Linked DNA regions of Bos taurus: region 2 is linked to region 1. A link is a contact called in public Hi-C data. All regions are on one chromosome and are shown on one strand. Each heading gives the region's core, a stretch centred on a gene start, on an enhancer-like site or on the middle of the called end of the contact. The rest is flanking DNA. Distances are from core to core; before and after follow the strand shown.

Region 1 (4,904 bases), core at 1,114-3,613:
AAGGCCTTCCGTGATCACTTGGGTTGAAGTGCTACTCATGTCCACATTATTGCCCTCACAGATGTGTCCCTCTCTGAAATGCTCTTATTTCTTTTTCTTTTTTTTTTTTTTGCCCACATGGTGAGGCTTGTAGGATCTTAGTTCCTTGACCAGGGATTGAACCTAGGCCCTCAGCAATGAGAACACAGAGTCCCAACCACTGCACCACCAGGGAGGTCCCTTTAATGTTCTTATTTCTTCATCTGCTGTTTAAACCACATCTGTCTTCCACTATCAGTCATCTCCAGCGCCTGATCCAACGTCTGGTACACAGTTCCTGCATTAATTCCTCAGCCCCTCTTCTGTGTAAGAGCAGGGTGGGAGAGCCAGTCCCTTGATCTCCAGACCCTGGTTTGCCAGCACCCAAGATGGGAACCAGAAATCTTCAGAGGCTGGAGATCTGTGCAAAGCACAGAGGCTTGGGCTCAGGAGAGGCCAGTCTCGAGCCTGGATACAAGGGTAGGGTGGCTGCAGGCTGAACTCAGCTCTGGGGCTGCTGGGAGGGGTGACTAAGCCAACGCCTCCAGCAAACTTGGCCCAGTGCCCAGGAGATGGATTTCACTGAATCTTCACAACAAACCTATGATGGAAGTCCAATAACTATCCCCATTTGACAGTTGAGGAGGCTCAGAGAGGGGCAGTTACTTGCCCAAGATCACACAGCTAAGTTGGGACAGTGCAGGATTTGAACTTAGTCCAGTGAGTGGGTCTGGGACCCAAGAGATCTGGGTTCTTTTAAGTCCTGACTCTGGTGCTGATGCTGTGTATCCTGGGACAAGTCACTTGGCTTCTCTGGGCCTCATTCTCCTCTTTTGTCAAATAAGTTGATGAAGCTAGTGCACTGTGTCTGCTGAAGGGCTTCATAAGAAGAAGGGTCAATTCAGGCTCAATTCCTCCAGCAAAGCTTGTCCTTGGCTAGGCTTGTCTGGGGTGGCACGGGGGCACCACAACATTTTGAACAGCTTCTTTTTTCTGAGGGCAGGAAACTGAGGGAAGAAGAGTCAGATGGCCCTAATTCCCCCACAGTGTTGTCTCAGTTCAGTTGCTTCACTCCCTGGGCCTCAGTTTTCTCTTTTGTATAACGGGGGGTTGCAATGAGACCCAGCTCATATATGCATAAGCATGAATAAGTTGATAAATTTTAGCTCTTATGATAATTATTGTCCTCAGCTTACAGACAGCTGTTGGGAGGGTCTGATAATACAAGGCACAGTCAGTGCCTGGCACACACTAAGCACTCAACAAATGCTCAGTTATTTTTTTTTAGGATAAATGTGTAGTCTGTGAAATGCATTCATTCCTCTTCACTTAGCAAAGAGAAGCTCCTGTGTGCCCTTCAGCACTTGCATAGCCCTGCACTGGAGGCCAGACTCTAATCCCAGCTCTGATCTTTACTCACTATGTAGCCCTGGTTGAAAAGCTGGCCCTCTCTGAGCCTTGACTTCCTCAGCTGTATAGCAGAGAGGGGCTTCCCTGGTGGCTCATTGGTAAAGAATCCACCTGCCAATGCAGGAGATGTGGGTTCGATTCCTAGGTCAGGAAGATCCCCTGGAGAAGGAAATGGCAACCCACTCCAGTATTCTTGCCTGGGAAATCCCATGGACAGAGGAACCTGGTGGGCTACACTCCACGGGGTCGCAAAAGAGTCAGACACGACTTGGTCACTAAACAACAGCAACACAGCAGGGAACATTTCTTCCCTTGAAGTACTTGAAGTATCAAGTACTTCCACTTGATATTGTCACTAAAGGATTAAATGGACTAAACCTATAAATTCTGGCTGTCCTGTTTTGAGCACCCACTAACAGCCAGGCTCTCTGCTAAGCAAATGCCTGGGTCATCATCTTGACTATTTTCCTGGCAGAGCCCCTCTGAGGAGGAGGTTGGGGAAGGTGACTGGTCACTTATTGACCGCCTACTATACGCAGGGCGCTTTCTTCGTCTGCACCTCCTTAATCTTCACAACAGCCCCGTTAGGTTGGTCCTGGGATGACCTAGTTTCACAGATGGGGAAAGTGAGGCTCAGAGAGGCACCTACTGTGCGCCAGCCCCCCGGAGACCTCCTGCCTTCTACAAAGACGGAAACTGAGAACACCTACTTGCTGGGAAGGCTGAGGCCGACGGTCCGAGCCTGGCCGTCCTTCAGGGGGCCGGGCTCGGGCCTCGAACTCTGGGCCATGCAGCAGAACGGCACCCCTCCACCCCAACCTCCCGCCCGTGCCCACCTGATCCGCGGCCGGGCCGGGCGGCCGCGCAGGCCCCTCCGCTCGCCCCGGCCCTGGTCCCGGCCCGGCCGGTCCCGTCAGCGCCGCTAGCTCCGCTCTGGCCGGTACCTGCGTCTGGACACCGCCCGCCGAGCCGACGGTGTCACGGACCAATGGCGACCACCTCTCGCCTACACTGGCCAATTGTCATGGATGTCCCGCCCTGGAAGGCGGGGCCACAGGCGACGGGGACGTTCTGGGCCGCACAGGCCCGGCGGCGCCGCAGCTACTGACTCCGCCCCTGCCGCGTCCTGGCTCCGCCCCAACCTCGATCCCGCCCCCCGATCCCCGACCCCGCCCTATCTCGACTCGGGGCACGAGCGGGGCAGGTGGCGCCACCTGCAGACGACCAGTTAATAAATTAAACCGTTACCGAATTCAACGTGACACCAGCAGAGGGATTTGTGTTCCTCACCTCCCTTAAGCGTCTCATCAATTCTGGCGGCGGGATGAACCATCTGATCACATTTCACAGAGAGGAAACAGAAACCTAGAGAGGTTAGGGGGCCTTGGAAGAGCCTAAAGCCATCATTTATTCATCATTCATTTTCATTCATATATACAACAAATTAATTGATTAGATGTAATAAACATCAATATGAGCCAGGCACTGTGCTAGGCGCTGTGGACACAATGTTTAATATGGTAAATAGTGCTGCCCTCACGGATCGCAGTGTAGGGGGTGAAGTAGACGTTAAACAGTCAGTAATGTAATTATTAATTGCAAAGGTGATAAATTGTAGCGAGCGAGAGAGGCATATCACGGAATATTTGGAAAGTTCAAAAGTAATTCCCTAAAGAAGCAATTGAACTGACACTGTCACATGCAAAGTGTCTGAGGTGGGATGGAGAATTTCCTTAATACTCCTTTCTTCCCCTGCCTTTATTGAGTATGTAGATCCAGCTTAGTCACCTTAGTCAAATTCTTTCGTGTTGTACTGGCTTATATTTTTAAAAAATGGAATTATAAATCATATAGGTTACCTATAGAGGGAAGTAGAATAGAAAGGACAAAATAGAAGCTACACTTTTTAATTTTTTTTTTTTTTTTTTTTTACTTTTTGGCTGGACTGATTCCTCACCAGGAATCTGAATCTGTGACCTGCATTAGAAGTGTGGAGCCTTAACCACTGGAGCACCAGGGAGGTCCCAGAAGCTAGGCTTTTAAAACTGTACCTTGTTTTATACATTCAACTTTACAACCATGTAGATATTTTATATAACTTTAAAACAAAATTTTAAATGTAAGATATCTAAAAAACAAAACTGAAATAAAATGAATTAACCTGTATATCCAATTGGTGACAAAATAACCCAGAGATGAACTCCTAGTGACTTTAAAACACCAGAATTTGACTGTCCATACTCAATATAGTGATGGTGGTGGTGGTGGAGATAAAATGGTTATTCTGAGCTTGTTGCACACTTAGTCTGGGATAAAGCAAAGGAGTGATTATGTCAGTATCAAGAACTGGGTTTTTCATAGGGAGTGAAGGAGGCACAGATGTAAGATTGATCACATTAAAGGAAAAAAAAAAAAAACACCTGTGGTCTTGAATTTGGAGTATCACGATACATTTCGTCTTTATAAAAAGCAAACATTTGCTGCCTGTGTCCACTGAAAAGCCTGCAACAAGCATCCCACAGTCCCAGTTGTGCTCAGTCGTGTCCGACTCTTTGTGACTCCATGGACTGTAGCCCGCCAGGCTCCTCTGTCCGTGGAATTTTCCAGGTAACAATGCTGGAGTGGGTTGCCATTTCCTTCTCCAGGGGATCTTCCTCACCCAGGGATCAAACCCACGTCTCCTGCATAGGCAGGTGGATTTTTTTTTTCTTTTTACCACCGAACCACTTCGGAAGCCCCCATAAGCCCAGACAGTGGTCTCTAAATACCATTTCCATTTGAAAGAGGCTAGGAATATTGAAGAAAACAACAGACTGAGTCAGGAGCAGGAAATGTACAGATGAACATGGCACATCTTTAAATACCAGAAAGGGAGTTATCAAAGACATTACCTACTAACATAATGTCAATGGGAACCAATTAGCAGCTTCCATTGGCCACAAATTAGACTATTTCACCTTCAATAAAGATCATGATCGCAGATCAAAATGAAGCAAATGTTCAACTTTATGCACTTGGGTTTTTAATTTTTTTGTTCTAAAATAATGTCAAATTGATGAAAAAGTTGCAGAAATAATGCACAGAACTCCCATAAACCTTTTGCCCAGATTCCTCAATTGTTAACGTTTCTGAATCCTTTGAGTATAAAATAGATATATGGTGTCTCATTAACCCTTAATGCTTCAGTGTTTATTTCTTTTTTAAAATTAATTATCTTGGGCCATGCTCTGTCTTTGTTGCTGTACTCAAGCTTTCTCTGGCTGCGGCAAGCAGGAGCTGTTCTCTAGTTGTCGTGCACCAGCTTCTTATGGCAGTGGCTTCTTTTGTTGCGGAGCACAGGCTCTAGACTCATGGGCTTCAATAGTTGCAGCACACAGGCACAGCAGTTGTGGCACACAGGCTTAGTTGTCCCTTTGAGAGTGGGATCTTCTCAGACCAGGGATGGGACTCATGTCCCCTGCATTGGCAGGTGGACT
Region 2 (4,673 bases), core at 1,833-4,332, 62 kb before region 1:
CAGGAAGGACAGCCAGAGGCCAGCAGCCTGACCACGGTGCGGCCAAGCCAAGGGTTGTGTCCCAGGGTGGTGGCCGTAGACATGTAGAACAGGGGAAGAATCCCATAGAGGGGCATTTCCCTGGTCTAGTGGTTAAGACCCTGAACTCCCAACACAGGGGGCACAGGTTTCATCCCTGTTCCAGGAATAAGATCCTGCAAGCAGCGTGGCCAAAAAAAAACAAAACCCAAAACCGGCAAGGATGTAATGGTGTATCACCAGGGATGATAGCAAGCAAACTCAGGATAGGGATGAGGCTTAAATGTTGAGCCTGCACCTGGGTGTCAAGTGGAGGTGACCCTGAGTAAGGAAGAGGTGTCAGGAGATCCACAGCACTGGAGGTGCCTGAGGGGAAGGGCTTGGGCCTGAACTCAAGAAGGAGAGGGCTGGAGCCAGGATATGGCCGACCCTCCAGATCCATGTGCTCTGGGTGTCCAAGGCCCCTTTTGTCTCGTTTTCCATGCCTCCGCTCCTGGAGAGCATGAGGAAGGCCAGGCAGGTCCAGCTCAGGGAAGAGGCATTCACCGACCTCACATGAGAAATGCACCCCATCTCCCCACCAGCACTTAATGGATGTGCACTGTGCCCCCCCACCCCCATTTTACACAAGTGGAAGCTTGAGACATGACTTGCCCCAGCTCACAGCCAGCACATGGGAGCCTCTGCCCCCAGGCTGCTTCCTGCCCTTATCTCTGGAGGGTCTCCTGCCAGGCAACCTCTTGTCAGAGGTACCCGAGGGGTCCCCAGCTGCTGCCCCTCCTCACCAGCCCAGCCCCCAAAGCCTGCTGCCTCTATGGCTTGACTCCTTCCTGGGCCCTGCTACTTCTCCTGGGCTTGCTTTCCCCAGGGGCTGCTTGCAACACCTCTGTGAGCACAGAGCTTCCTGACAGGGCCCCTCTTGCTTCCGCTCTAGTGAGGCTCTGTGGCTCGGGTCTGGAGGGGGCTGCCACTCCGGGGGATGTGGACCTCTGAATGCACCACCTCCAGCAACTCTGCAGGCATGAGCCCACCCTTTTCTGTTTCCCCAACCCCAAGTAGACCAGACACATCCTTAGCTTAGCTCACTGTCCCCCATCCTGTGCCGGTCATTCTCCAAGACTCTGACCCAGTACCACACGCTTGCCCAGATCTCTCCCTCTCGAGGGGTGGGGGTGGGTGCTCACAGCAGTGCAGACTGTCCCAAAGGCTGCTCTGCCCCTTTCATTTATCCCTGACCTGAGGGACTCTGGGTGCCTCCCTCACACTCTCTGCCTCACTCGGAGCGGTGGCAGCTCGCTGCACAGACAGGGAGCTCCTCAAGGGTCAGGAGCTGAGGGCAGCCTGCTCAGGATCTCACTGCCCCGGGTGCCGGGGCTATAGGGCGCCAGGGTCTGCCCTGCTCGGCTGCACCCAGGGCTGTGTGCGCTTAGGTTGCGGGAGGTGTATAGGAGCCCTGGGATGAAGTCAGTACTGCTTCCAGCTGGGTGACAATCTCCAGCCCGGGTGGCCTCTGGGTGTGACTGTCACTTCAGTACCAGGCTGAGGCTGGAGGCAAAAAGTGTCTGGGGAGGGAAGAGTGCACCATGCAGATATGCAGCCCCCTCCCCACCCCAGCGTGGTCTGGTATGCCCAGGGCGGCACTTCAAATCGTTCAGAGAGGACTGCAAAAAGAGCTGGGGGCTACAGGTTCTAGATCCTTCACTCACCCAGTGTTCATGAGGCTCTCACTGTAAGCAGACCCTTGGCCTGCAGTGCCCTCACCTAAAAAGCTGGTCATCTGCCAGGTAGTGAGTGGGCTGCCACCTGGGTGACTCCTTCCAGTCCAGTCTCCTCATCAGCCAGACCAAGCAAGAACCCCAGCCAGACACAGCCCCTTCTCAGAGGCAGGCTTTGTTTGCTTTGAGGAAACACTTTTCTTGGCCTTCTTTTTTGACCCATGCCTCATTAGAATTCCCAAAACCTACGTGCTGTAGGAGGGAAGGGTGAAACTGCCTCAAAAGCTGACAGAGGAGCCCTGCCTCTACCATTTAATGGCTTGGTGGCCTTGGGCAGGCTGCCTTACCTCTCCAGCCCTTGCTACCTCCTCAGCAGGCAACTTGGGATGACAGCCATCAAAAAGTTGAAAGAAGGGACTTCCCTGTTGGTTCAGCGGCTAAGACTTCACATTCCCAATGCAGGGGGCATGGGTTCGGTCCCTGGACAGGCAATTAGATCCCACATACTGCAACTAAGACCGAGAGCAGCCAAATACATTTTTTAAAGAAAAGAAAGTTGAAAGAAATGGTTAACGGTTTCTGCCGTGCCTGGCCTGTGGCAGGAGTTAGGAAAATGGAAGGGAATCTACTATGAGAGGCCTGGGCAGCTGAGGGTGAGGAGGAGACCCAAGTCCTGAAAACTGACCAGGGAACATCAGGCCACCAGAGCCAGAGGCCCACACTCAATGGCCCTGCCCTAACTCAGCACTCTGACTGTCCCAGATGAAGCGTTGTCGGCTCAGCAGTACCCGTGGAGGCCACCTCAAAACCCAGAGCTCAGGTACCAGAGGGAGGTGGGCAGGGCTGGGCTGAGCTGGGGAGAACAGTAAAAGGGGGTCCCTGAGAAGCATGAGCACCTAATTCCTTGGGGGGGCGGGTGCTCAGGAAGGAGAAGGTGCCTCTCCAGCCACCGCAGGTGCCGCCCACGGACCTGAAGTCCCTGAAGCAGCTCCGGAAGGCAGAGAAAGCTGAGCGGGAGTTTCGGAAGAAGTTCAAGGTGTGAATGAAGAGTCCTGGGAGGGCTGGGCTCGGCCCCAGGTGGCCACCGCCCCACACGGGGTTCTGAGGGCAGCAGGGCAAGCGGCAGCTCTTGTGTCCCCCTCCCCAGTTTGAGGGAGAGATTGTGGTTCAGACGAGGATGATGATCGACCCCAATGCCAAGACTCGCCGTGGGGGTGGCAAGCACCTAGGGATCCGGCGTGGGGAGATCCTGGAGGTGATTGAGTTCACCAGCAAGGAGGAGATGCTGTGCCGGGACACCAAGGGCAAGTGTGAGTGAGTCACCAGTGGAGGGCAGCCTGGGAAGGCAGGCCGCCCAAGGAGGGAGGAGACCTCACCCACCCACCCTGCTCTCTTCACAGATGGCTATGTGCCTAGAACAGCTCTACTGCCCTTGTGAGTGCCAGCGCTGACTGGGGACAGGGGGTGGGGGTAGGGGTGTGACAATAGGGCAGGGTGACCCTGACCGACCCAACTGTGCTCTCCACCAGGGAAACGGAGGTGTACGATGACGTCGCTGCCTGGGGTATGTAGATGCTCTGGGTGGATGGGACGGGTGGGGCGAGGTCCTCTGCTACTCCTCCAGGGGCTGCTGGCTACCTGCTCACAGGGAAAGGGTCACTGAAAGTCACCTTTCTTGGCAGATCCTTTGGACAGCCAACCATTGCCCTAGGGACAGTAAGGCTGCAGGTGTGGGGATGAATGGACAGCCCACCAGTCCAGTCACCTGCTAATCAGGAGCTCTGGACCCCAGCGGTTGCCTGGGCTCCTGTCTGGCCACGTCCACAGACCACATAAAGTCCCTCTTTTAAAGTGACTCCTGTGTCTTGTCTTTTCTTTCCCTGCTAATGACCACACACAGTGGAGCCATGATCAAATACTGGGGGGAAATCTGTGAGGTCCAGGTCTCCTCACCCCTCAAGGATAAAGGCCAGAAGGGAAAAAGGAGGGCAGGGGAAGGTGGCAGGGGAAGGTGGCAAGGGAGGGGGCCACTCTTGGAAGCTGAGCTGAGGGACCCTCTGATGGCACCAGGTCAGCTGCGGTCAGCGAGCAGAGGGAGATACTTGGGGGCCCTCCACGTCCAGCACGACAAGCAGCTGCTGCAGCTCCTCACGGGCAATAGCCCAAGTCAGTCACATTGTGGAGAGAATGTGACCCAGTTCTGACCAAGTACAGTATCAAGTTCAGCCGAAACCTCTGACAGGGCAGAACATGCTCAGAAACCTACACTCTTCTTGGTCTGTTTTAGCAAAGAAAAGCTGCTATGGACTGAAGTTTGTGTTCTGGCTGTCAAAAACAAATTCCTAAATTGAAAACCTACCCCTCTAGGTGACGGCACAAGAAAGCATGAGGTCCAGAGGCAGAGTCCTCGTGGATGGGATCTGTGCCCTATGAAAGAGGTCTGGGGACTTCCCTGGTTGTCCAGTGGTTAGGACAATGCACTTCCATGGCCAAGGGCCTGGGTTCAGTCCCCATCCTGTTTGGAGAACTGAAGACCCACAAGCCACATGGCACAGCCAAATAAAATATTGTTTTAAATATCTGAGAAAGTTCCCTCAACGACTCCTGCCACGTGAGGTTACAGCTAGAAAGTGTCATCCATGCACTAGGACAAGGCCCTCACCAGGCCCTGGATCTGCCAGCACCTTGACAGGACCACCCACCCTCCAGGACTGACAGAAACAAATGCTCCTTTCAGCAGCTGGGGCAGACTGGGACAAAGTCTGGAAGTGGGCCCCTTGCAGTATCTGTGTCCCATAGAATCACTGCACTGGGGAGACAGGCTGGTTGTGACAGCCAAGTACACCACCACTGGCACTGGAGACTCAGGCCCACTCAGGACTCGGTTTCCATAAAGAGATTTTTCTCAAGAGGCTGAGGGCAGTGGCCTCTCACCTCAAG

Evidence for each region. Hi-C and Micro-C count contacts between places; a contact is called where the count stands out from the background.
Region 2: a Hi-C map of skeletal muscle shows a contact between it and region 1, with 3 times the contacts expected there. The contact joins the enhancer-like site here to the promoter of MARCHF2 in region 1. A contact is called at or near these places in 3 of 11 Hi-C or Micro-C datasets (liver, skeletal muscle and an unstated tissue).

What each region holds. Positions count from the first base shown.
Region 1 is chr7:17,035,779-17,040,682 of ARS-UCD2.0, reverse strand. It overlaps MARCHF2 (membrane associated ring-CH-type finger 2), which reads right to left and starts at 2,363. Exons shown (of 6, transcript NM_001037589.1): 1 at 2,265-2,363.
Region 2 is chr7:17,098,715-17,103,387 of ARS-UCD2.0, reverse strand. PRAM1 (PML-RARA regulated adaptor molecule 1) reads left to right here. Exons shown (of 10, transcript XR_807673.4): 5 at 2,496-2,553; 6 at 2,658-2,769; 7 at 2,881-3,047; 8 at 3,134-3,167; 9 at 3,263-3,297; 10 at 3,416-3,588. Among named protein-coding and RNA genes, the nearest start is that of PRAM1, 11 kb to the left of the region's middle. Within about 2 kb of position 3,082, at least 11 of the 102 cell types and tissues checked have an H3K27ac peak or open chromatin away from gene starts, as enhancers often do. A contact at or near this core is called in skeletal muscle, where this site is marked.